Regions from separate parts of the Mus musculus genome. Here all the other regions are linked to region 1. The links are chromatin contacts, called in public ChIA-PET and promoter capture Hi-C maps. All regions are on one chromosome and are shown on one strand. Each heading gives the region's core, a stretch centred on a gene start, on an enhancer-like site or on the middle of the called end of the contact. The rest is flanking DNA. Distances are from core to core; before and after follow the strand shown.

Evidence for each region. Promoter capture Hi-C pulls out the DNA fragments that hold promoters and counts their contacts. ChIA-PET counts read pairs in DNA pulled down with a chosen protein or histone mark.
Region 2: an RNA polymerase II ChIA-PET map of memory CD8 T cells shows a contact between it and region 1, with 30 read pairs. The contact joins the enhancer-like site here to the promoter of Tmbim4 in region 1. A contact is called at or near these places in 2 of 39 promoter capture datasets (cranial neural crest and neural stem cells), 1 of 484 Hi-C or Micro-C datasets (CD8 T cells) and 3 of 115 datasets of contacts at active chromatin or transcription factors (bone marrow-derived macrophages, embryonic limb bud and memory CD8 T cells).
Region 3: a promoter capture Hi-C map of embryonic stem cells shows a contact between it and region 1, with 2.1 times the contacts expected there. The contact joins the enhancer-like site here to the promoter of Tmbim4 in region 1. A contact is called at or near these places in 3 of 39 promoter capture datasets (the 3T3-L1 cell line, embryonic stem cells and frontonasal cranial neural crest), 2 of 484 Hi-C or Micro-C datasets (embryonic stem cells and reprogramming fibroblasts), 12 of 115 datasets of contacts at active chromatin or transcription factors (astrocytes, bone marrow-derived macrophages, craniofacial prominence and 8 more) and 1 of 9 other capture datasets (adipose tissue).
Region 4: a contact with region 1 is called in a promoter capture Hi-C map of embryonic stem cells, with 53 read pairs. The contact joins the promoter of Hmga2 here to the promoter of Tmbim4 in region 1. A contact is called at or near these places in 6 of 39 promoter capture datasets (cranial neural crest, embryonic stem cells and neural stem cells), 7 of 484 Hi-C or Micro-C datasets (all in embryonic stem cells), 4 of 115 datasets of contacts at active chromatin or transcription factors (bone marrow-derived macrophages, embryonic stem cells and pancreatic cancer cells) and 2 of 9 other capture datasets (adipose tissue and liver).

The regions. Positions count from the first base shown.
Region 1 is chr10:120,207,151-120,210,331 of GRCm38.p6, forward strand. Tmbim4 (transmembrane BAX inhibitor motif containing 4) reads left to right here and starts at 1,676. Exons shown (of 7, transcript NM_026617.3): 1 at 1,676-1,792. The coding sequence starts at 1,696.
Region 2 is chr10:120,615,426-120,618,606 of GRCm38.p6, forward strand. No RefSeq gene overlaps it. Among named protein-coding and RNA genes, the nearest start is that of 4930471E19Rik, 19 kb to the right of the region's middle. Within about 2 kb of position 1,441, at least 112 of the 459 cell types and tissues checked have an H3K27ac peak or open chromatin away from gene starts, as enhancers often do. A contact at or near this core is called in CD8 T cells, bone marrow-derived macrophages and memory CD8 T cells, where this site is marked.
Region 3 is chr10:119,829,180-119,832,360 of GRCm38.p6, forward strand. All of the region lies in intron 1 of Grip1 (glutamate receptor interacting protein 1), which reads left to right. The region is part of intron 4 of Grip1os1 (glutamate receptor interacting protein 1, opposite strand 1); the gene reads right to left. Among named protein-coding and RNA genes, the nearest start is that of Gm51815, 11 kb to the left of the region's middle. Within about 2 kb of position 1,427, at least 13 of the 459 cell types and tissues checked have an H3K27ac peak or open chromatin away from gene starts, as enhancers often do. A contact at or near this core is called in embryonic stem cells, where this site is marked.
Region 4 is chr10:120,475,011-120,478,191 of GRCm38.p6, forward strand. It overlaps Hmga2 (high mobility group AT-hook 2), which reads right to left and starts at 1,459. Exons shown (of 5, transcript NM_010441.3): 1 at 943-1,459. The coding sequence starts at 1,053.

The DNA of each region.
Region 1 (3,181 bases), core at 426-2,925:
TTAGTTTTAGCCACTTGATGAATGCTTAGCAATGTTTCCTTTTGATATTTAGCTACATTTTTTTCTGATCATTAGTGAGAGTAAACATCTCTCCCTGTGCTTATTACCTAGTTGGCTTCATTCTATGCATACAGTGTTACCTGATCCAGTCTCTTGCCCCGTTTTCTATTAGCAGTTTGCTTTAGAGAGTAAGTCTGGATTTGTGGTCATTCTTTTTATGGTATGGGATGGGAACTTTATATAGATGTGTATATTAAAAATATTTCCCAGTCCATAGTTTGCTTTTACTCTTTTATAATGAAATTTACTCCTAGGTGTTCTCAATTTTATATAGTGTGTCAATCTTTGTAGATTAAATAATCTTTGCTTTCTTCAAATTATAAAGAGATTATTTTATATAACTTTAAGTTCTAATATTTTGTCTTTCACATAGGGGGCACAATCTAGCTAGAATTATTTTTTTCTGAATGAGATATTGGTGTTGTCTTTAGATAATAAAAAGATGGTTGCCAATTCTTCTCCAGTTTGCCTTCTATAATAAATACTATTCTTACCTTTATTGAAGTGAGTAACAACATGTTTAAAAAATAATAAAAAGCTAAGCATGTTTCATTCTTGTTATTGTGGAACATATCTGAAAAAAGTTTCCTGAAAATATTACATTTTTAGTTTTAGAATAGACAGTTCTTCAATATTTTGAATCCCACTTGCTGTCTTTGGGATGAGTCAAAGTAAACTCATAGAAATAATTACAAGTGGGCCGGTTGGTACGCCTTTAATCCCAGCACTCATGAGACAGAGGCAGGTGGATCTCTGAGTTCAAGACCAGTCTGGTCTACATAATGAGTCTCACGGCAGCTAGATGCATATTGAGACCCTTAAAACAATAAAGATAAATAAAGTTAGTGGTGTCCTGGAATATTTCTTTGGCGAGTCTACACCTCATGCTTGCAATAGTGTCATGACAGATGCATTTTGTTATCGCCACTTTCTCTGTCCTTCTTCCTTTGGTTTTGGTTTCGGTCACGAATTCTATATTTGGCATTCAGTGGTCTTGCCTTTGTTCATCTGTCCAGCCTCATTCTTTGGCACTTGTCCTGTACACCACCACGATGACTTTGCCCTCTCAATTCACAAACATCGAATCCGTGAAAACCTGAATTACGCCCATGGGGTGGGGGTGGGATGGGGGTGGGGGTGGATTCCTACTTGTCTTTCAAGATGAAGGATTATTTAACTTTAAAAGCAGGGGGGGGGGTCTGTTTTAAAAGAAATGGTCAATAAATGAAGGCCTAAATGTTGCTTTAAAATAATTTTACTTAAAAGTGCATTCCTGGACCAAGTATTGAAGTGAATTAATGAGAGGTTGTTGATTGATACCGTAATCTTTCTATCTTGTTTAGCACTCTTTCTGGAAGAGATTCTCTAGAGGCCTAGAGGAACTTTTAAAGAAAATCCTAGAAAAAACTCCCTTGCGATGACGTGGGAGAGAGCAATCTGTCTCCTACTAGAAAGCAACCTCCTCTCCTAGTGGAGACTTTTCCATGGGAGCGATCGACTGGTTCGGCGCTCGCTGCAGAGAGGCAGTTCGGCTAGTTCTGTCTGGCGGCCATCCCGGAAGTGGGTGAAGGCGGTTGTGGTCAGTGTAGGCTCCCACTTCGGCCGGGGCAGGTGCGGGCGGGCACTGCTGGCGACATGGCCGACACGGACCCGGGCTATCCCCGCTCGTCCATCGAGGATGACTTCAACTACGGCAGCTGCGTGGCGTCGGCCAGCGTGCACATCCGCATGGGTATGTGGCGGGGGTCAGGGGGACCAAGTGACCAGAGGGAGACATAGTTGTCTTCTAGAGGTGTGGGCCGGGTCGCCTAGGTCAGCGGTCCTCAACCTGAGGGTCGCAAGCGGGACCCTTTCACAGGGGGTCGCCTAAGGCCATCTGCACATCAGATATTTACATTACGATTCGTGACAGTAGCAAAATTACAGTTCTGGAGTAGGGACAGATATAATTGCATGTTTGGGGTCAGCACACCAGGAGGATCCATATCAAGCATTGGAAATCACGGGCTGATGCCCTCATTTATTTGTTCCCCGTGCTGAGACCTTACCATCCTAGTCATTACTGTCTCCCCGTGGGGTACAGAACTCGGCATACGTGTGTGTGATGACTGAGAAGTTTCCCAGACCGACGCATAAAGTCACGGCGACTCAAAGTTATTACTTTGAGTTTAGGCTGTTCGTTGACGCGTAACGAAGCGGAATTCACTGTCCACCAAAGGTCACTTTACAGAAATGGACCTGCCTGGGCAGCTCAAACCGGTTCTGGATTTAAAAAAAAAAAAAAAAAATGAAGGTGGTTCTGACGCATCTAGAATCTTGGTACTTACCTAGCCCGATATTCCTGTAATGAATTTTGAAATTATTTTGACAAGTGAGCTCAGCTTTTAAAATATATTCATTATGAAAAAGTACTGGTAGCCAAAAAATTGCTACCCTAGACACCTTTGAGGTACCAAGCAGTAATGTTTTGTCGCCCTGTGGTATTTCCTATCCAGCCAGAACTTAGTCATCTTTCAAAGCAAAAGTGAAATTGTATCCATAAGTAACTCGCCATTGCCAGCCTCCTCTGCCCTGGGCAACTCCCATTTCTTCAGTCTTTATGAAACGGTTAGAACTGCCTCAGTAAAAAAGAAATCATACATGTTAGCCGTTGTGACTGGCATGTTTCTATTAATGTCTTCAAAGCTCACCCATGTCATAGTGTATGTGTGTCCGACTGTCATTCTTCCTTTCTCTCAGGCCTAGTCCAGAATGCCACGTAGTTAAGATCATGTGTGTTGGGTGTTTTATTTATTTTTTTCCTCTTCAGATCTACATTATTCACTTGGTACTGCCGTGTGTACTTACGATTCCCCACCCCTATCCTCCGTGGCCGGATTGCTGACTAGCCCTTGCTATAGAAGCGTCCTCTGCTTTCTCTTTGTGCCTGAGTACTTTTCTTTCTTCAACTCAAGGTCGTTCTCTTGAATGCTCAAGCATTTGGGCAGTTATGGATAAAACTGTTTTGCAAACTCCCCTGGGTTTTGTGTGTGTGTGTGTGTGTGTATTTGTGTGTACATAGTTTCAACTCATTTAGATAAATACCTAGGCGCATGGTAGCTGGGTGGTACACAAGAGTGGA
Region 2 (3,181 bases), core at 191-2,690, 410 kb after region 1:
CACAGGCATGTAAAACATTAAGATGTCTACTTTCGTCCCTAATGGACTCCTCCTCCTGTGTTTCCTATCTTAGGGGACAGAACACTGTCATGTCAGGTAACCAAGACTGAAGAAGTAAACTCTCTGTCTTCTGTAAACCCTTATGCAATCTGCGTATCTATTCATCCTGGGAGATATGCCCTGAAGAGGTGTATTCTAGATCTTGACACCAAGCGGTACACAAACGCTGTTCCCCTAGGGAACGTGCATTCTAGTCAGGGCAGGCAATACATGCAATAAGCTTGGCAAAGCAGCGGGATGGGTAGAAAAACCATGTAGGGGAGATAGGGAGTTCGGACTTTAAAAGTCTGTAAGCTGCTGGTCAAGGGACTTTGAGAAAGGGGTTTAAAAGGTAAAGAATGAAACGAATGAGTATCTGCAGGAGGCGTGTGACAGAGAGGGAACATGGTAGAGGCCTTGAGTGCATTTCAGGCATAGTCAAGGGAGCATGTGGCTGGAGCAGAGAGCAGAAGGAAAAGCCAGAGAGGTGCTGGGGGTAGATCGTGCAAGGCTGTACAGCTGGGGGTAGATCGTGCAAGGCTGTATAGCTGGTGGGTAGATCGTGCAAGGCTGTATAGCTGGGGTGGGGGGGGGGGGATAGATAGTGCAAGACTGTAATGCTGGGGGTAGAAGCGGGTGAGAATCATCCCAAACTGAGAGGGCATGAACATGCCTCAAGGAAACAGAGAGATCTGGATGTTAAATCAAAATGGGGACCACACTTTGAATATTAAAATGAAAGAGTCAGCCAAGCAAAAGCAAAGACTGGGTCTCAGGTTGGCACAGAGGCACATCTAGTTCTTGGCTTCCCTTCCCATCTTAGCCTGCATCATCTCCTACAAATCTTATAGCCTGAGCTTCATCTACGCTGAACTTGCCAAGTTCCCTGCTGACTGGGTCAGTGGGGCTCAGGGTACACATCCCACAGAGGGTCAGCTTCAGCAAAGTGTGGCTTTAGCCTGGAAAACAACAACAAAACCAAAGGATTGACTGGAATCTATTAATCTACTGAGGCCAAGAGGGGAACATTTAAAATAAGGTCTTTAAAAAAAGAAAAAAGTGTTGAAGCCTAGAGCAGTCTATGCATAATTCTGCAGAAAGCCAGGAAGAGATGACCTCAGAAAATGTTCACTCAAAGCTCTGACTCCATTTCCTGTGTGTTCTCTCATCCTATTAGGAATCAGAACAGCTGGGTGTCTTTATTACTGAGATTTAAAAGCCACATTTAGGAGACCCCCTCCCAGAAGAGCACATGAGTCAGGTGATGAGCCACTCACGAGTCATAGGAAACAGGCAGCGTTGAAAATTTAACACACACACACAACTCTCCCCCACCCCCAAACCCACAGAAACTATCCACAGCTTCCTGTCACAGGAGATGTGACTCACGTCTCTGGAGGGGTACACATACCTTATTATAGTGGCGGAAGAAAACGTGTCTCCATCAGATGTCTCCCCCAACACCCTCTGCACAGAGCAGTTCTTTGGTGAAAATCCTTTGAAACTTACAAAGTAATTTCTGTCTTTGTGGTTGGGCCATATTGCTATGGTTTGTTCTCACCACAATGACTCTTAATTTAAGGAGCAAAATGACGGCAATAAATCCTTTAACTATATTCAGCTGAATACAGAGTCAAGTTGGGGATGAATGGAAAGAGAAGGCCCTTGGCTGACCTAGCCTGTGGACCTCCCAGAAACTGCTCCCACACTCCAGGGACGCCCCAGCAGGCACACAGAGAAAAGGGTCCCAAGCTGGCATCTTTGGTTCCAGTGGATTCCTTTCTCCTATAAATGAACTTTTTTTTTTCCTTGACTGTAGATAAGGGGGTTAGAAATGAGGGAAGGAGGATGGAAGGAAGAGGGGATTACAAAATACTTGGCATTGATTTGAATCTGAAGCAAAGAAGTTTGAATTAAATGCACCCACAAACTTGCAGAGCATAGTTGTTGATTTTGTTCTTAAATGAAGAGCAAGACGGAGCGAGTGGCGGGGAGCCGTGGTGACCTCATTTCCGAACTCACTAAATTATTCAGTAACAAGAATTAGAGGGGGAAATAGAGATAGAATACAGACAAAGGAGAGAGGTGGATGAAATGTCAGCAAGGATATTGGAAAAGTTCATAAACGGATCATACTATTAACTGTCTGCCTAAAAAATTCTATAATATAAATCTATAAACAATATACATATATATGTGTATATATGTATATACACACACACACAAATATAGATGTGTATATATTTTTCATCTGGGCTAACAATGCTCTTTCCAAGAGCCAAAGACCACCTCCACCTAAGGAAACCCCCACATCAGGCTTTAGAAGACCTCTTTTGAGTTGTTGGTCAGGATTATCTGAGGCATTCCCAAAACTCTATGGACTATTGTTATTTTCCTTGGATGCCCTCCAGATGTGGGAGGTAAATCTCTCCTCTTGGTGTCTTGCTATAGACACCATGCACAGGCCCCTAAACTGGAACTGACCCGAATGGTTCTTCCTAAGGGCTAGCCTTCTTGGCACCAGAAGGCACCATGCCAGCTTCCACAGGAGAGAAAGAGCCAGCAATTTTATCCAACTACAGCGCCTATGGACCACAGCAGTGACCTGTGTGGCACAATAACCCTAGGGGAGCATCCTTACTTTGGAGGTAACAGGTCTGTAATTAGACTTAAGACCCCCTCAAGAGGAGGGAATCTTGCCTGATGCTGGAACACTAGCCAGCTGCCCCGGACTAGTGAAGTCATGGATCTTGGAGGAGAAACTACAACCACCCCTTTACCAAACTAGATTAATCTCTAACACTCAAATGTATTCATATACCCACAGAAAAGTGCACGTCTTAGCCCTCATTAATGGGACTTCTCTTTGCAACGGCTAGAGGTTATTACAGAGAAACCACAACCAATCAAAGTGCGGAGTTGTGGAGCCCTGTCACAATGGATAGATCTACAAAAAGGTGTGTCCTTGTTGGAGTAGGTGTGGCCTTGCTGGAGTAGGTGTGGTCTTGTTGAAGTAGGTGTGGCCTTGAAGGAGGAAGTGTGTCACTGCAGGTAGACTTTGAGGTTTCAAAAGCTCAGGTTAGGTCCAGTTTTCATATTCTCTCTCTCTCTCTCTCTCTCTCTCTCTCTCTCTCTCTCTCTC
Region 3 (3,181 bases), core at 177-2,676, 380 kb before region 1:
GATGTAATAGTGGCACTGATGTTGCGGGACTAACCAACCAACTTGACTTAAGGCCTGCTCTACAAAATGGAACTCTTTCCTGGCACCATTAGCCTGGGCCAAGTACTCATGGCTGAACAGATAGCAGTCACTAGAGGAAAACCTACTATTTCTACTCTGCTAAATTGACATGGCACAAAACTCTTTCCAAAGCACTGATCAACATACACACATATAAGTACGATTATCAACCTTCTTCAGAAAAGCTTCTTTGTGTGATAGATGGAAGGTGGAAGCTAAGAGGCTGTGGAGGACCAGCCTTAAGTGGGGTGTGTATATAATACCCTTCCCCCTGCAAGAGGAATGAGCCAAAGTGTTCTCCGATACCTCGGGGCCTTTGTACACATAGGCTACGCAAGGCTACACAAGGCTACGACTGCATGCATAAGACCTCCCCACGGAAGGCATGTCTTGTCATCATGTGATGTTTCTGCTTTTACTATCTAGGGCAAACTGATGCCCCCTATCTCCTTACTCAGGAAGGTCTTCGAGGAGATAGTAGCTAAATGCTGGTGTACGGGTGCATGCCTGTAATCCAAGCAGTTGTCAGGCAGAGGCAGGAAGCTGAGAAGTTCAAAAAACACATTGGCAACATAGGGAGTATAATCCAGGCAGTCTTCAGGCAGAGAGGCAGGAAGCTGAGGCGTTCAAAGACCACACTGCTGGCAACATAGGGACACTGGGACATACAATGTTCTTTCTCAAAAGGGGGGTGGGGGGGAGGGTAGGTGAAAAGGGAGGAGAGAGACAGAGACAGAGAGGCAGAGGCAGAGGCTGAGAGAATGAGGACTAGCTGAAAAGCAAGGTTGCAAACTCCTCAGTTTGATTGTGTGGAGAACACTGTTGTTTTCCCATCCTTCCATTCTCCATTCTGGCGTGGTGGCGCACGCCTTTAACCCCAGCACTTGGGAGGCAGAGGCAGGCAGATTTCTGAGTTCGAGGCCAGCCTGGTCTACAAAGTGAGTTCCAGGTCAGCCAAGGCTATACAGAGAAACCCTGTCTTGAAAAACCAAAAAAAAAAAAAAACAAAAAACAAAAAAACAAAAACAAAAACAAAAACAAAAAAAAAAAAACAAAAAAACTTACCTTCTTCCAACCCTACTTGTGGAAAAAGTTCAACTGCTCCAAGATTTGCCTCCCAACTGGCTAGCATTACAGGCCTGTACTGCCCGCTGGGCTTCCTGTAAGCCTAGTTTTTGTTTCTTTATTTTGGGGGTTTTTGTTTGCTTTTTGTTTGGGTTGTTTAATAACCTTTCAGGGTGTTTTTAATCACTGGAAGAAGTAAGTCCCCAAGGATCACGTGATCGTGTGCCTCTTCTTACACCTACTCATTTCCCCTTTAACTAGCTGGGTGTTCCTTGCCCTCCTTCTTCCCTCCTCTTCTCAGAGTCTGCCCTAGCTGTCTGGAGGAAGGTTCTGGCAGGAGGCCAGGAACACCAGGAGGCTGGAGACTGAAGGACAAACTATTGTTAAATTCTGCATGACAGAATTCCCAATTGACTTCAGCCTGGGGAACATTTAGGGCCCCACAGAGTTTCTGATTGAATTGAGTGTTTTCTGTTCTACTGAGCAAGGTGACTTGTACAGATCAAAAGTCAACTTCATTTAATGCCTTCGCCTTCTAAGTGGTCTGTTGATGAATTTGGTTCATAAACTGTGAAAATTCAGTTATAAATTCCCAGGATTAAATCAGTTCCCACGAGCGATTAATTCCTGATATCCTAATGTGTATTTTATTGGTATGCTACTTATTTGTGTGATTTAAATGCCCGTCTCTGCAATTTTAAAATCTGTACAAGAGATAACAGCCAAGGGTGTACACACTGACCACAAACGTTTGCTTATGTTACCTCTCAAACAATGTGTAAGGGAAAGGCTGGTTCTAAAACTGTAAGGAAAATGGTGTTCAAAGATTTTTCAGAAGTTTTTGGAAGATAAGAAAACAGGCAAACCAAGGCCTAATTTACAACCCAGAGGGAACATGAGAAAAATGACCTGGAAAGTTGGATTTAGCAATGGAGCCACAGGCAAGATACAAAGTGAAACAAAAGAGTGCAGTTTGGGGGATGGGGGCAGGGATGAGGGCGGGGCAGAGGCTGAGGGGTGTGGTAGAGGCTGGGTGAGGTCAGAGAAGCACAGAGGCAGAGAAGGAGAGAGGCAGAGACCTGGGTCTGTTTTTGAAGGAAGGAGCAGCCTGGGAAGTTTAAAGGCCATCATTATATGACACCATCACCCACTATAATAGGACAATCTCAAAAAGTCATGAGTCATAGTGACCCCCAGAGCAAAGCTTTCTGGCACAGTCTGTGATGGGCAGGCAAATATACACCCTGTTTCTATTGCTACCTGTGGCCTGCCCTAGACCCTGCTTGCCCTTCTAGGAAGGTCTGATGAGGAAACCCAGGCACTGTAACCTGACCTCACTACTTTTCCTTCTCATGATTTAACTCTTTTGTCTTGCTGTTGTTTTTATGTGTGAGTTTATCCGTTTCCTTTTCTTGTTTGTAAGAATCAATAAAAACATCATAACATTTAATGGGATGCTATATAGAATTAAAAAGAAAGCATTACTGCTACATGCAGTTGAGGGGTGAGTCTGAAATATAATATTGTGTTAAGGAAGCTAAAGAAAATTTCATATGATTTAGTTTAGGTCCAAAGACATCAATTTGTAAGAATATTAGTCAGAATAGTTATTGACTCTATAGAGGAGATAGGAGGGAGGTTTAAGGGGTACAGACCCTCACGTATTTCATAATCTGATCTGTGTGACATGTGTGTGTGTGTGTGTGTGTGTGTGTGTGTGTGTGTATACATATATAGCAAATGGCAGTTCCTTCAATTATTTATTCTTGGTCTGTGTGCTTTTGCATATGTAAACTCTGTTTAAATCAAAAGATACTTTTAAGTCGAAAGTTTAAATAAAAATGATCCTTAGGAAGCAAGGCATTGCATGGCAGTGCTCACCTGTATTGCTAGCAATTGGGAATGGAGGCAAAAGAAACAGAGCAGAAAGAAGTTCAAGACTAGCGTGGGTTATAGTCAGCCTGACCCTCAGCAACAGAACAAAACAAAAATAGTGAATAAATAAATGAGTAAATAAATAAAAAAGACTTTGGGTTGTTATTTCAATTTTATAAAC
Region 4 (3,181 bases), core at 209-2,708, 270 kb after region 1:
GCAACAGCCGGCTTGCACTCTTAATTGGTTGCATCCGCAGACAAAACCCTCCATTCCGCGGGGTCCTGGGTGCCCCTCGACCGTCCCTTCCCAGCCCCCAGCCACTCGCCCAAGAGGAAGCTAAAACTTGGGCTGCTCAGAGGAGCGGGATCGAGGAGCCAAAGAGGGACCCGACTCCTGGCGGGGAAGCGACCCTGGCTACCGTGCACTTTCCTTCCAGAGCTCCCTGGGCGAAGCGCGTTTCCCGGGCCCGCGGGGGCCTGGGATCCTCCGGGATCCTTTCCCCGCCAGCCCCGGCGGCTGTAGCAGCTCGGCAGGCATTTAAATATCCTCGGGAGGAGCACCAGGCGGGCAGTCGGCTCCGCACGCGTTCTTTGTCGGGAGGGCGCGAGCCTTGGGCCATGGAGTGTGGGGAGGGCACCGAGGGGGCGGCCGCGGCGCATCAGCCTCCTACGGGAAGGCGGCCCCGAGAAGCCGGAGAAAGCCGCGGGTCTAAGAGCTTCGGACTCGCAGTCCTGCCCCTCCTGAACTCCCCAGTCCCCCCAGTCGCCAAAGCGGCTGACAAAGCGACGCTTTTATTCTTTGGGACCCCCGAGGCTCGATGCCCCCCCCCCGAGCCACGCCGCGCCGCTCCGGGGCTGCGCACAATAGCGAAAGTCCCTGTCCACGATTCGCGCGACCCCACCTCCACCGGGTGGCTACGGCTCGCCGCGGGACCCCAGCTCTTGGAGCCGGGGAGCGCGGGTACCCGGAGAGACTGCGCCGCGCACTCTCCAGGGGAACTCGGTCTCCCGCCCCACCTACACCCGGGTGGCAGGCGGGCTAGCTTGCGCTGCCGTAGCCGCTGCGCTCCCGCGCTCCGGTCGCCCGGCGTGTCGCGGGGCCCCGGGGGCAGAGGCGTCGCGGGTGGGCTGAGTGGCCCCTCCGCGTCGGCGTACTGACTTGCTGCTGCTTCCTGGGTCGGCCGCGTCCTCGCTTCTGTGGCACCGGGGCGGCAGGTTGTCCCTGGGCTGATGTGGACGGCTGCCCGGCGCCCTCACCGCGTGCGCTCATCCTGCCTCCCGCCGCCGCTACCACTGCCTCTACCGGTACCGCCGCTGCAGCCGCTCGGCCTCCGCCGCCCCGAATCCGCCCAGCACCTTTCGGGAGACGGGATGTAGAGAGCTGGAGAGGGCAAGAGCGGCGAGAGCAGGCGAGCTGGCGAGTGCGCCGGGGACTACTGCTGCTGCTTAGGCTGCCGCCGCTGCCACCATCAACACCGGACGTCCAGCGGCTGCCAAAAAGAGAGAGGGGAGGAGGAAGAGAGGAGGAGGAGAGGAGGAGGAGGAAAGGAGGAGGCGCTGCGGGCAGTGGGTGGCGGAGGTAGAGGTGGAGGTAGGGAGAGGAGGCGGGAAGCGAAGGAGAGGGAAGAGTTGGAGGCGGAGAGGGTTGCTCTCTCCGCAAAGGCTCGGGAGTTGCGGGTACTGGGACGCTCGGCAGCGGCTTGGAGAGGGAAGAGACTTGGAGTGAATTGTGTCCCTTGAAATGTTAGGCGGGGAAAGAATTCCGCCTCCTCTCCCCCACCCCAGAGGGAGAGAGAGGGAGGGGGGCGGGAAGGAGAGACAGAGACGCAGAGAGCCAGAGAGAGACACAGAGAAGAGGGACAGAGACAGAAACTCAGAGAGAGACAGAGACAAAGAGACAGAACGGGACAGAGATAGAGACTGACTAGTGCGGTCAGAAACCGAGGAGAGAGTGGAAGTTTCTGCCAGGATCCGGTAGGGCGCCCAGCTCAGCTCTAGCAAGGAACAGAGCAGTGGGTGGCACCGCGCCTCCTCGGGTGGCGGGGTCAGGCGGCGGCACTGCACAGATGCAGAGGGACAAGCTGCTGGCCTCTGCGCTCTGCACCCGGAGCCCAAGTTTTGCCCGTGCTGCAAGTTTTCAGAGTTCCTGCCCGGGATTCAAGAGGGATGAGTGTGTGCGTGCGTGTGCGTGTGTGTACACGCGCGCTCGCACTTGCGGAGGGGGTGGCGGGAACGGGGAGTGCCCACCTCTGATCGTGGGCGGATAAAGGGGAGGGGGCTGCAGGAGAAGCAAGAGGAGGGGGCAGGCCAGGCGGACAGCCGAGCCCAGGCGCCTGGCCGCGGGCCAGAGGCAGCGTTCGAAACACAACTGCCTCGAAGGCGGCGGCGCCCGGTTGCCACCCGGAGCCCCGGCTCACGTGCTCCCGCCAGCAGTGGGGTTAAAAAGACAGGGCCTAGGCTCTCCTGCCGGATCGCCGCTGGAGGCCACCCCTGAGCGGCTGTCCTAGGAAGGCGAAAGAAAATGACTATCTCAGAGTCACCCTGGAGAGCTTGGCTTCTACCTGTGCTTCCACCGAGGGTTGCCCGAAGTTTCCGGAAGCATTCAGGGTCAACCGCCGCTGTCTACTATTTCAGCCCCGGGAAAAGAGCGACCAAGGAGTCGGAGCGCCCCTTGCGACCCCCCCCCCCCCCCCGCTCCACTGAGAAATGCCCTCACCCCAGAGTGCACGGGCCGGCGCACAAACAAGCGTGCACAAAGATACACGGGCCCACGCGTGTGATCGCAGACAAGCTTGCACGAAAATTCATGTGTGCGCGCACACACACTTCACTGGCAAGCAGGCATGCAAACAAACCCGTGCTTAAGCACACACTACCAGACACACGATGGTGCCAGTAAGCACATTCGCAACAAAAGCACACACTTGCACACTATACACAGGAACACCGAGTGTGCCAGCTCCTTTATCGAGGTCCCCTCCCCCAGGACTGACTCCTGGAGCAGGCGCTGCACCCCCGTGCTGGGACGCCCATAACTCTATGGGATATTACCGATCACTTATCCTTCCACCGCACCAATTGCCTGAAGTTTGCCTTCATTTTAACCTTCTCCCTCAGAATTCCTTTCTGCCAAGTCCTAATTTTATAGCCTGGGCTGTTTCTAAGTTATGTGAACACCATCGTGGCCACAGTCAACTTTTTTGAAAGGCGTAAAACGTTCTAAAAGGCACCTCTTTCTCATCCTTGAATAACACAAATCTGAAAGGGGGAAGAAAGAAAATCTTAGGGTCAGATTTTCCCACATCGCACCCAAAATTGTGTTGGACTGACTCCAGAATAAAAATGTTCACCCAGTGAAGTTTTTTTTTTTTTTTCTTACAAAGATACGGAACACCGTG